2 separate regions of the Sus scrofa genome follow, and region 1 is linked to region 2. A link is a contact called in public Hi-C data. All regions are on one chromosome and are shown on one strand. Each heading gives the region's core, a stretch centred on a gene start, on an enhancer-like site or on the middle of the called end of the contact. The rest is flanking DNA. Distances are from core to core; before and after follow the strand shown.

Region 1 (4,624 bases), core at 506-3,005, 120 kb after region 2:
CATCCATCTTAGCGTCGCACCCATCTTTCATAAAATGCCAGACTTTCAGGTCCCATCTCCCAAGATCCTCACCGGATCTTACCTCTCAGGACCTTCCTGTAACTGCCCCCCATTCCCAGATTCTTGTGTGCCCCCCACCTCCAATTTTTCCTCAGCCCCCACCCTGCACTAAACTGTCTATTCTGCCTTAGTGCCTATGTTTGGCCTGGGTCCCGGTTTTATAGCCCCCACTGTGGGTCTTGGCAGTCACAGCTCTGGCTCCGGGGATCCAAGCCAGGTTGGGCTGCCTTCCCTAACCCGGAGAGGGGGTGCGGGGCTCCCTTCTGTAGCCTCTGCCTGAAACCTGCCCCTCGCCTCACTCTGCCAGATGCCTAGGAACCCGCTGGTTCCTTGCCCTACTTCTTCAAGTCCACCAGCTGCAGTGTGGTTGCTAAGCTGTAGAAATCCGCGCCGAGGTTTTGCTCTTGCCGATAACCTAAAATTCAATTTTTTTTTTTTCTCTCTTCCCCTGCCCCCCTCCCAAAGTGAGACGTTTGAGGCGTTTATAGATACTAACCTCCCCCTAACACCCCTCTCTCCGCTCCTCCTGCCTGGTCAGCTCCAAGCCCCTGTCCAGTTGCCAGGGATCCTCTGCTGGGGTCTTGTCCCATCCCTCAGATTCCAGTCCTGGCTTTGCGGTCCTCCCTCGCCTTTTATTGTAGGTCTGGTCTCCCAGGGTAGCGGCCTTCCCGTCTCATTCCTTTCGCATCATCCCTGGATCCTCAAGCCGGTTTTACCTGCCCGCTTCGGTGCAGCCGGCGCTCCAGATCCCTTCGTGCCAGAGTCCAGCTCTCCTTTTGCCCCTCCTTCCTGCACGTCGCTGCCAGGAAGACAGGGGCAGCCCACGCCGCCTCAGCCACTTAGCAGCCCCCTCCCGGAGCCCCCTGAGAGCCCATGTCTGGGAACTCTAGGCCAGGTCTTGTTTGTTCCCACTGCATTAGGCATGACGCATTACTCCGTCTCCCGAGGAAGAATCCGGCCCGAAATTTGCGTGCCCCGGGTGCATTTGGCCCTGTCGCAGCTCCCTCCTTTCCTCCCATTGCTGTGTAATCCAACCCGGGTTTTGCATACCCCTTACAGTTCTCTCCAATTTCTCCCTTCACCGGGCTCGGCGCTTTTCCCTTACTTCACTACTGGCAAAATCCGCTCCGGGTCTTCCTTGTGCCCGTCTCCCCTCCCCCCACTTCCCGTTCCAACGCCGGGATTCAGCTCGTCGCCTTCCCTTTCCCCGATTTTCCGGAGGGGTTAGAGGGGGCCAAGGGGAGGAAAATCCATCCCGGGTTTTCGGGCCGGCCCCCGGTGCGCTCGGGCAGGTTGCGGTGGCCCGTCCCGGGCGACGACTCCGGGCCGGGTTTTGTGCGCGCCCGACGCCCCCCCTCCCGGAGCGGGTGCGCCGGGGAGAGGGGCGAACAGGCGGCTTGTCATTGCTGGTGCCCGGCGCCGGCTTGGTCCGTGCGTCCTGCGGTGCCCACGGGCCCGGCCCGGCGCCCCCCCTCCGGCCACCCCGGGGGCGCGACGCCGCCGCGCCCGCCTACAGCCGCGCCCCCCCAGCTCCGCGCCGTCCGCCCCCTACCCGAGCCCCCCGCGGCCACTGCGGGGAGCCCGAGCCGTCGGCGCGGGAGCTGTCGGCGCTGCGGCGCCCCCGCCCCGCCGTCTGCCGAGGAGGCCCCGGCGGATGGGGCCGCGCGGGCCCCGGAGCGGCGCCGCTGGGCGGCGGGGGGCTGCAGGCGCACCTCAGCTGCCCCGTTAACCCCTCGGCTGCCGCCGTCGGAGGGGGGTGGGAAGTCGCCTGGGCACACACGTGCCTACTCCGTCGGGGCCGCGGAGCTGCGGGGGAGATGCGGGCCGCTGCTGGCGCCGCCTTGGGGGGCTCCGCCTCGCCCCAGCCCCCAGAGCTCTGACACCGCCCCCGCCCTGCCGCCTCCGCCACCTCCCTCCCCCGGAGGGGCGCGGACCCACTCACCCCCAGCCCCGAGTCTTCGCCGCCGCGAGGGGGCCGCCTTTGGAGCTGTGTAATCAGCTTTGCTTTTTTTTTTTTTTTTTTTTAAATTTTTGGTTGGTGGCGGCGGTACCCCGCCGCCCCTCGTTCGTTTCCCCCCCCCGCCCCGGTTCCGGGAGATGTGCCGGGCGGGAGGCATTGGTTCGCGGAGCCGCAGGAGAGACGCGCAGGGCCGACCCCGGAGCGGCGCTGGACAGGTGAGTGTCTGCGGGCCCAGGGCGAGGGGGACGCTGTACCTGGGCCAGGTGTGCGGGCCGAGGTGGGGAGGATGGGAGCCGGGGCCTGTCCGGGCCGCGAAGGGGGAGGGGATGCTGGAGCCGCGGGTCAGGGCACCTGAGCGCGAGGGGAATCGGGGGCGGCCTGCACCTCATCCCCACCGGCGAGGGGAACCGGAGGGGCGGCCCCCACGGAGCGTCAGGGGTGCGGATGGGCTGCCGCGGGGTGCTCGGTGGGGGGAAGGGACCGCGAATGTGCCCGCGCGTGGCTGCGTGTGCCCGCGCGCGCTCCAGCCTTTGTGGGGAAGCGGCGCGGCGGTGCCTGCGTGTCCCCGGTGCGTGTGCGCGCGGGTGCTTGGCGCCCTGTTTGTGTAGGTGTCTGGGTGTGAGCGGAGAGGGTGCGTGTGCGCGCGGCGCGCGGGCCCCGGCCCCCGGAGGAGCCGTGTCGGGGGCTGGCCCCGCAGGATGTCGGGCCGGGGGTTGTTTTTCTCTGGGAGGCAGAGGCGCGAGGGATGGGAAGGGGTCTGTCTGGGTGTCTGGCCGGCTGCAGTCACCGCGAGCATCTTTCTCTCCGCGGTACCGGACTAAGTGTGGGAAGCTGTTGGGTTTGATCTACCCGGATTCAGGTTTTGAGGGCCAGCTCTCTCTCTCTCTTTCTCAGGTGTTTATTGGGTAGCGCTATGGGGTTTCAATTGTCATCCTTCCATGTGAGGGTCCTGGGACAGAGCCTGTGCCAGACGAGGGTGGGCAGCACTGTGTGTGCTCCAGCCATGACCAAAAAGTGGCCCCCACAGGCATTGCTCCAGGGCACCTGGGGCACCCATGTGAAGACAGCCTCCAGCCTGCACACATCGCTGTCCCTGGCCTTCCAGTCTCAGTCAGCACGCAGGCGCACCCCTGCCTGCCTAGGACCTCGCTGTACCTTCCTGCTCCACTCCTCCTTGTCCCTCCCCCCAGTCATGGCAGCTGTGTGGGTGTTCCTCCATCCTAGTCTATGAGATAGGGCCCCCTTTCTTCCTGGCTTCTGCAGGACCCAGGGCCTGGGTTCCTCTGCTCACATCCAAACATGTGGTGTGTCTGGGGGGAGCAGGGGGAGGGGTTCAAAATGGCTGCCAAGATGGCTGGTTGCCTCTCCACCTCTCTCTTTCTCTCTCTCCCTCTCTCGGCTTGCCCTGTTCTCTTGGTTGCCACAGGAGTCTCCAAGGAGAGGGGTGGGTAGGACAATGTAGGGGCAGGTGTGGGGAACACTTGAGGGTAGATATCTAGCCTGGGCCGTTGACCTCAAAGCTGCTTGGGAAGAAGCCAGTTGATCTCTGCTCCCGTCTCCAGCACCCAAGGGCTGGCTAAGCCTGTAACCTGACCCCAGACCCAACTTCTTTACCCCGGCTAACAGCCTGGGGGCTCCAGGCCTGACTCCCTGCGTCCATCATCAAGGGTGTCAGGGGGCCCCCACAGTCTCTCATCCCCTCCATCTGCCAGCCGGCCATAGACTGAGGACTCCTGGTGGGCCTGGGTCGGGCCTCAGCTGTGGGGGCAGGTGACTTCTCCTTCCTCCCCCCTCCCCTCCCGCTAATGCTGAATTTATTACTTAAAAGTAGGATGAAAACAGGGAGAATAAGAGAAGGAATACAACCTTCATTATCATATCGAGAAAATTATCCATGATTTTCCTAACTAGTAATTTGCCTGCCATGCTGTTCAGAACTGACTTGCCCATTAATTACAGAGATGAAAAATCATCTGGAAAGCGGAAAAGGGAACTAATTCGATCCCTGGCTGGCAGCAGTGGCCCCCATGCACTGAGCCACATACGTGTGTACTCACATGTGAGTGCCCTGTCCTCCTGCTGGCATTGCCACCTTCTTTCTCCTCTCCCTCAGTGACCTCCCTCAGGGCCTCAGCTCACCGCATGCCTGCCACTCCTGCTTTCTAATGCCCTGCCAGGCCCTCCTCACTACCTGGGGTGCCCATCCCAAATCCCACTCATGGGGGGCTGGCCCAAGGCAGGATTGTCCCGTGCTGATCACCATGCCTGCCCTTGGGCGTGGAGATCAGGGTGGGGGGAGGGCAGGGAGCTAGGGACCTGCACACCTGGGCCACAGAGCCTGCAGGGAGGAGGTGGAAGACAGGAGACTCCAAGCCTGGTTTCTATTCCCAGCTTGCCCTGGGGAGCCCCTTATCCTGGGGGGAGGGGGCAGCAGGTGCCTTGGCCCCTGGGGGGTCTGTTTGCATCAAGCGGTCTGGTCCTGGCCAGGACTCCACCTGTCTGTGAGGGGCTGCCTGGTGCCTGCGCCTGGCATTTGCATCCTCCCTGGGCACCCAGGCTGGCAGGAGAGAGTGTGGTGCTTCAGTCCAGCCTGAGCATCTGGGG
Region 2 (4,475 bases), core at 1,221-3,720:
TAACCTTCTGAGCCATGATGGGAAGTCCTGTTTTATTCTATTGTTAGAAGCAAGTTACAAAGTCCTGTCCATACTCAAGGAGAAGGGATTACACAGGGTGTGGATACCAGGACGTGAGGACTATAGGAGCCATCTTGGAGTTTGTCCACTGATCTTCCCCTTCTGAGTGTATGGCTCCACTCCAGCTCAGTTGTTCAAGCCCCAAATGGGGGTGTCCTTCTGGACTCCCCTCTTCCTGTCATTCTGTCCATGAGGCCCTCTAACTTGGCTCCAGTTGGCCCCTCTGTCCTCACCTCCTTCCCATCCTTGGGATGGCCATGTTGACCTTCCTTCCTTCTCTTCTTGTAAGCTCAGTCCCACCTCAGGGCCTTTGCAGCTGCTATTCCCTCTGCCTGGAATTCTCTGCCTGGAGGTATTGGCATGTCTCCTCCTTCAGGGTCTCTCACCAGCCTGCCATCCAAGTAAGAGCTAGGGTGGTGGCATCACCTGAAGGCTCAATCAGGTAAGGACCCACTTCCTTCTGGCCTTACCTTTAACATGAACTCCTTCAAGATGCATTTTTGGTCCACCGTAACCTTTAGCCCTGCACAGGAAGGAGTTAATTCAGCAGGTTTGAGGTGCTCCAATTCTGCACATTTCAAAGAAAGACCTGTCTGCAGCACTGGCCTGCCCTGCTCCTGGGATGTCATCTTTAAGCTCCTGGAATGTTCTGCCTGCTAAGGCTGTCTGTATACCTAGGACCGTAGCCACTGCAGGTAGCCAATGCTCCCAATGTGATTTATTTATTTATTTATTATCTTTTTGTCTCTTTCTAGGGCTGCACCCATGGCACATGGAGGCTCCCAGGCTAGGGGCTCAATCGGAGCTGTATCCACCGGCCTATGCCACAGCCACAGTAACTTGAGATCCGTGCCATGTCTGTGACCTACACCACAGCCCATGGCAACGCTGAATCCCTAACCCACTGAACGAGGCCAGGGATTGAACTCCCACCTCATGGTTCCTAGTTGGACTCGTTAAACAGTGAGCCACGACAGGAACTCCTATTTATCTTTTTAAAGGCCACACCCATGGCATATGTAAGTTCCCAGGCTAGGGGTCAAATTGGAGCTTCAGCTGCCAGCCTACCCCACAGACACAGAAATACAGGATCTGAGCACAGTCTGCGACCAACACTACAGCTCATAGTAAAGCTGGATCCTTAACCCACTGAGCGGAGCCAAGGATCGAACCCACATCCTCATGGCTACTAGTTGGGTGAGCTGCAATGGGAACTCCCCCATTGTGATTTATGTCAGGTGCCTTGGGCCACCATGCAGTGTCAGCTGGGCCTCTGGAGGGACTGGGGCCTGAGATCAGACACTGGTTGTCAGCAGTACCTATGTGATTGGCTCTCACTAAAACCCTGGACTCCCAGGCTGGGGTAAGTTTCTCTGATTGGGAATACTCCCTGTGCATTGTCACACATGGTCATTGGGAGAATTCAGAGCTGTGTTCGTGACTGGGAGGGGACCACTGGAAGCCTGTGCCTGGCTCCAGGGACTCTCACTCATGTGCCGTTGTCCTTCGGTTTGATTTTAATCTGTATCCTTTTCCTGTAATAAACCACAACTGTGAGTAGAACAGCCTTTTCTGAGTCCTGTGAGTCCTAGTGAATCACTTACCCAGAGGGGAAAGTCTTGGGGGTCCTCAACTCAAAACCCCATCCCCTCCAGCCACCCTCTAAGAGATTTTCATCAGCCTTGTCCCTGAATGATAGCCTTGCTCGCTATTTCCTTTTTTTTTTTTCTTTTTGTTTCTGCTTTTTAGGGCCTCACCCGTGGCATATGGAGGTTCTCAGGCTAGGGATTGAACTGGAGTTACCACAGCCACAGCAATGCGGGATCCAAGCCTCGTCTTCAACCTACACCACAGCTCATGGCAACGCCGGATCCTTAACCCACTGAGTGAGGCCATGGATCCAACCTGCGTCCTCATGGATACTAGTAGGGTTCATTACCACTGAGCTACAGTGGGAACTTGAGGTCTCTTATGAGTACTAGCTTCTAAGCATTGGTCACTCTGTCTCCCCAACAGCAAGAGCAGGGTCTGGAGGGTCAGTGCTCAGCAAAGAGCAAATGAATTAATGAGACCCCTCTGAGGCCTTTGACCTGGAGGGGCAGGAGGGGGCTGGATGATGGGGAGGAGGATGGAGCACAGAGGCCAGAGGATGGGAGAGTTGCCAAGGAGGGTCTGATGCCTTCCTTGTGGCTCTGGCCACACACAAGCTATCTATAGCTGGCTGGGGAGCCAGGCCACTGTGGCCACGAGGGAGGTGACCTGAGGGAGTGGCCAAGCTACGTAGAGAAGGAGAGGGTGGTGGAAACCAAATCCCACAGTCGTAGCTCCTAGGAGGAAATGCGTGGGAGGCCTTTCGGGGGGGTCAGAGCAGCTGGAGCCCTGTCTGTGGGCGGATGCCGGCCAGGCCCCAAAGAAAGCCTGTGTGGGACGGCAGCCCGTCTGGCCTGGCCTGGGAAGATGCCTGTCTTGTTGCTGGCTGTCCTGGACGTGCTACTGGGCTGCTGGACACAATCCTGGCCTCCCCAGGGGAGGAATGTGGCCCCCTCCCCTTCCCCTGCCTCTGCACGCTTCCACATAAGGCTTTTGGGGGGTGCTTGTGCCTTATGAGTTCAGGACAAAGGAATCAGAAGCACATGGGCTGGATTCCCGAGGGAGGAGAAATTCTGGAAAGAAGACTAAATCGAAGAGAACAGAGCCAGAGGGGCTACTGGAATGCCGTCTGGGGAGGCAGAGGGGAGGAGGTGCCAGGCTCTGAACACCCTCTGCCCCTTGCAATACCCACGCCCCAGAGCTCTTGAATCAGGATCATGCCTCAGCTGGGGATGGGGGCCACCATGGACCCACGTGCAACCTGACACCTCTGCCTACCTCCCTGAGCCTCAGTTTCCTTCCTGGTGGCTGAGATGCTCAGCTCAGGTCAAAATACTTGGAGTCAGTGCCTCTCCTGGCTGTTCTCTCTCGCTAACTCTCTCCTCTTCTTTCTCTCTCTCCCTACCTCCCTCTCTCTCCCTCTCCCTCCCTCCCCCTCTGTCTCTCTCTCTCCTCTCTCCCCCTTCCCTCCTCCTGCATCAGCAAACCCTGAGGACTCTACTTTCAGAATCTATCCAGAGTCCAACCACTTGTCATCTCCTTCCCAGCCCCACCCTGGACCAGCCCCTCATCTCCCACCTGGACCCATGCTCCTGACCTTCCAGCTCCTGTTCCTCACCCCTCTACAGACTGCTTCCCCCTACAGTAACCAGAGGACACCCCTGAATGCCCTGCTCTGCTCAAGAACCCTCCTTGGCTCCCACCTCACTCAGAGCAAAAGTCAAAGTCCCCCCCCACCCCATGACCACAAGGCCACACTCTGCCCTCACCTCCTCCCACTCTCCCCTTCACTCTTCCCTCTGCCCGCTGGCTTCCTCAGTGATCCTGGCATGCTCCCACCCCAGGGCCTTTGCACTTGCTGTTCCTTCTGTCTGGGACCCTCTTCCTCTACTCTCTTCACCTCCTTCTGGTCTTTCCTCAAATATCACCTCCTCAGAGAGCCTTCCCTGACCCCTGACTTAAAATCGCACTCTCCCCATCCCTGCTTAATTTTTCAAAACATATCACCATGTGACAACTCTGTAGATTTAGTTTCTTTTCTTTTCCTTTTTTTTTTTTTTTTTTTTGTCTTTTGTCTTTTTTAGGGCCACACCCATGGCATGCGGAGGTTCCCAGGCCAGGGGTCTAATCAGAGCTACAGCCGCCGGCTTACACCACAGCCACAGCAACACCAGACCTGTGCCTCATCTGAGACCTACACCACAGCCCACGGCAATGCCGGATCATTAACTCTCTGAGCAAGTCTAGGGATTGAACCCGCAACCTCATTGTTCCTAGTCGGATTCGTTTCCACAGCGCCAAGATGGGAACTCACCTTTTTTTTTTTTTTTGTCTTTTTAGGCCCTACACCACAGCCGCAGCATTGCCAGATCTGAGCCTCATCTGCAACATGCACCACAGCTCATGGCAATCCCAGATCCTTAACCCACTGAGTGAGGCCAGGAATGGAACCTGCGTCCTCATGGATGCTAGTTGGATTCGTTCCCACTGAGCCATGATGGGAATTCCTAGATTTTAGTTTCTGAGCTTGCCTCCTGTCTGTCTCCTCATGAGGATATCTATCCCATGGGCAGGGCTTTTTGTCTGTTTTATTCCTGTGTTCCCAGGGCTCAGGGAACATGTATTTGTTGACTTAATTGACTGGATGTGGACAACCCCATCTGAAGATTGTTGGGGCACCTTTTTTCTTAGCTTTATTGAGGTGTTAATTTACACATTGTTTAATTCACCTGGTGTGTGTGCACAATCAGGTGAGTAAATTCACCAAGCTGTGCAACCATCACCACAATCTGGTGTTTGGGGACACTTTCAAAACCTCAAAATTT

The links. A called contact is a pair of places that touch in the nucleus more often than the background predicts.
Region 1: a contact with region 2 is called in a Hi-C map of liver, with 3 times the contacts expected there. The contact joins the promoter of ADGRL1 here to the enhancer-like site in region 2. A contact is called at or near these places in 4 of 5 promoter capture datasets (fetal liver, fetal skeletal muscle, liver and 1 more), 26 of 47 Hi-C or Micro-C datasets (adipose tissue, alveolar macrophages, blood and 14 more) and 2 of 2 datasets of contacts at active chromatin or transcription factors (alveolar macrophages and skeletal muscle).

The regions. Positions count from the first base shown.
Region 1 is chr2:64,995,404-65,000,027 of Sscrofa11.1, forward strand. It overlaps ADGRL1 (adhesion G protein-coupled receptor L1), which reads left to right and starts at 1,756. Exons shown (of 24, transcript XM_021083697.1): 1 at 1,756-2,235.
Region 2 is chr2:64,879,656-64,884,130 of Sscrofa11.1, forward strand. All of the region lies in intron 1 of LOC110259334 (a long non-coding RNA gene), which reads right to left. Among named protein-coding and RNA genes, the nearest start is that of ADGRE5, 20 kb to the left of the region's middle. Within about 2 kb of position 2,471, at least 28 of the 83 cell types and tissues checked have an H3K27ac peak or open chromatin away from gene starts, as enhancers often do. A contact at or near this core is called in adipose tissue, alveolar macrophages, embryonic fibroblasts and 6 more, where this site is marked.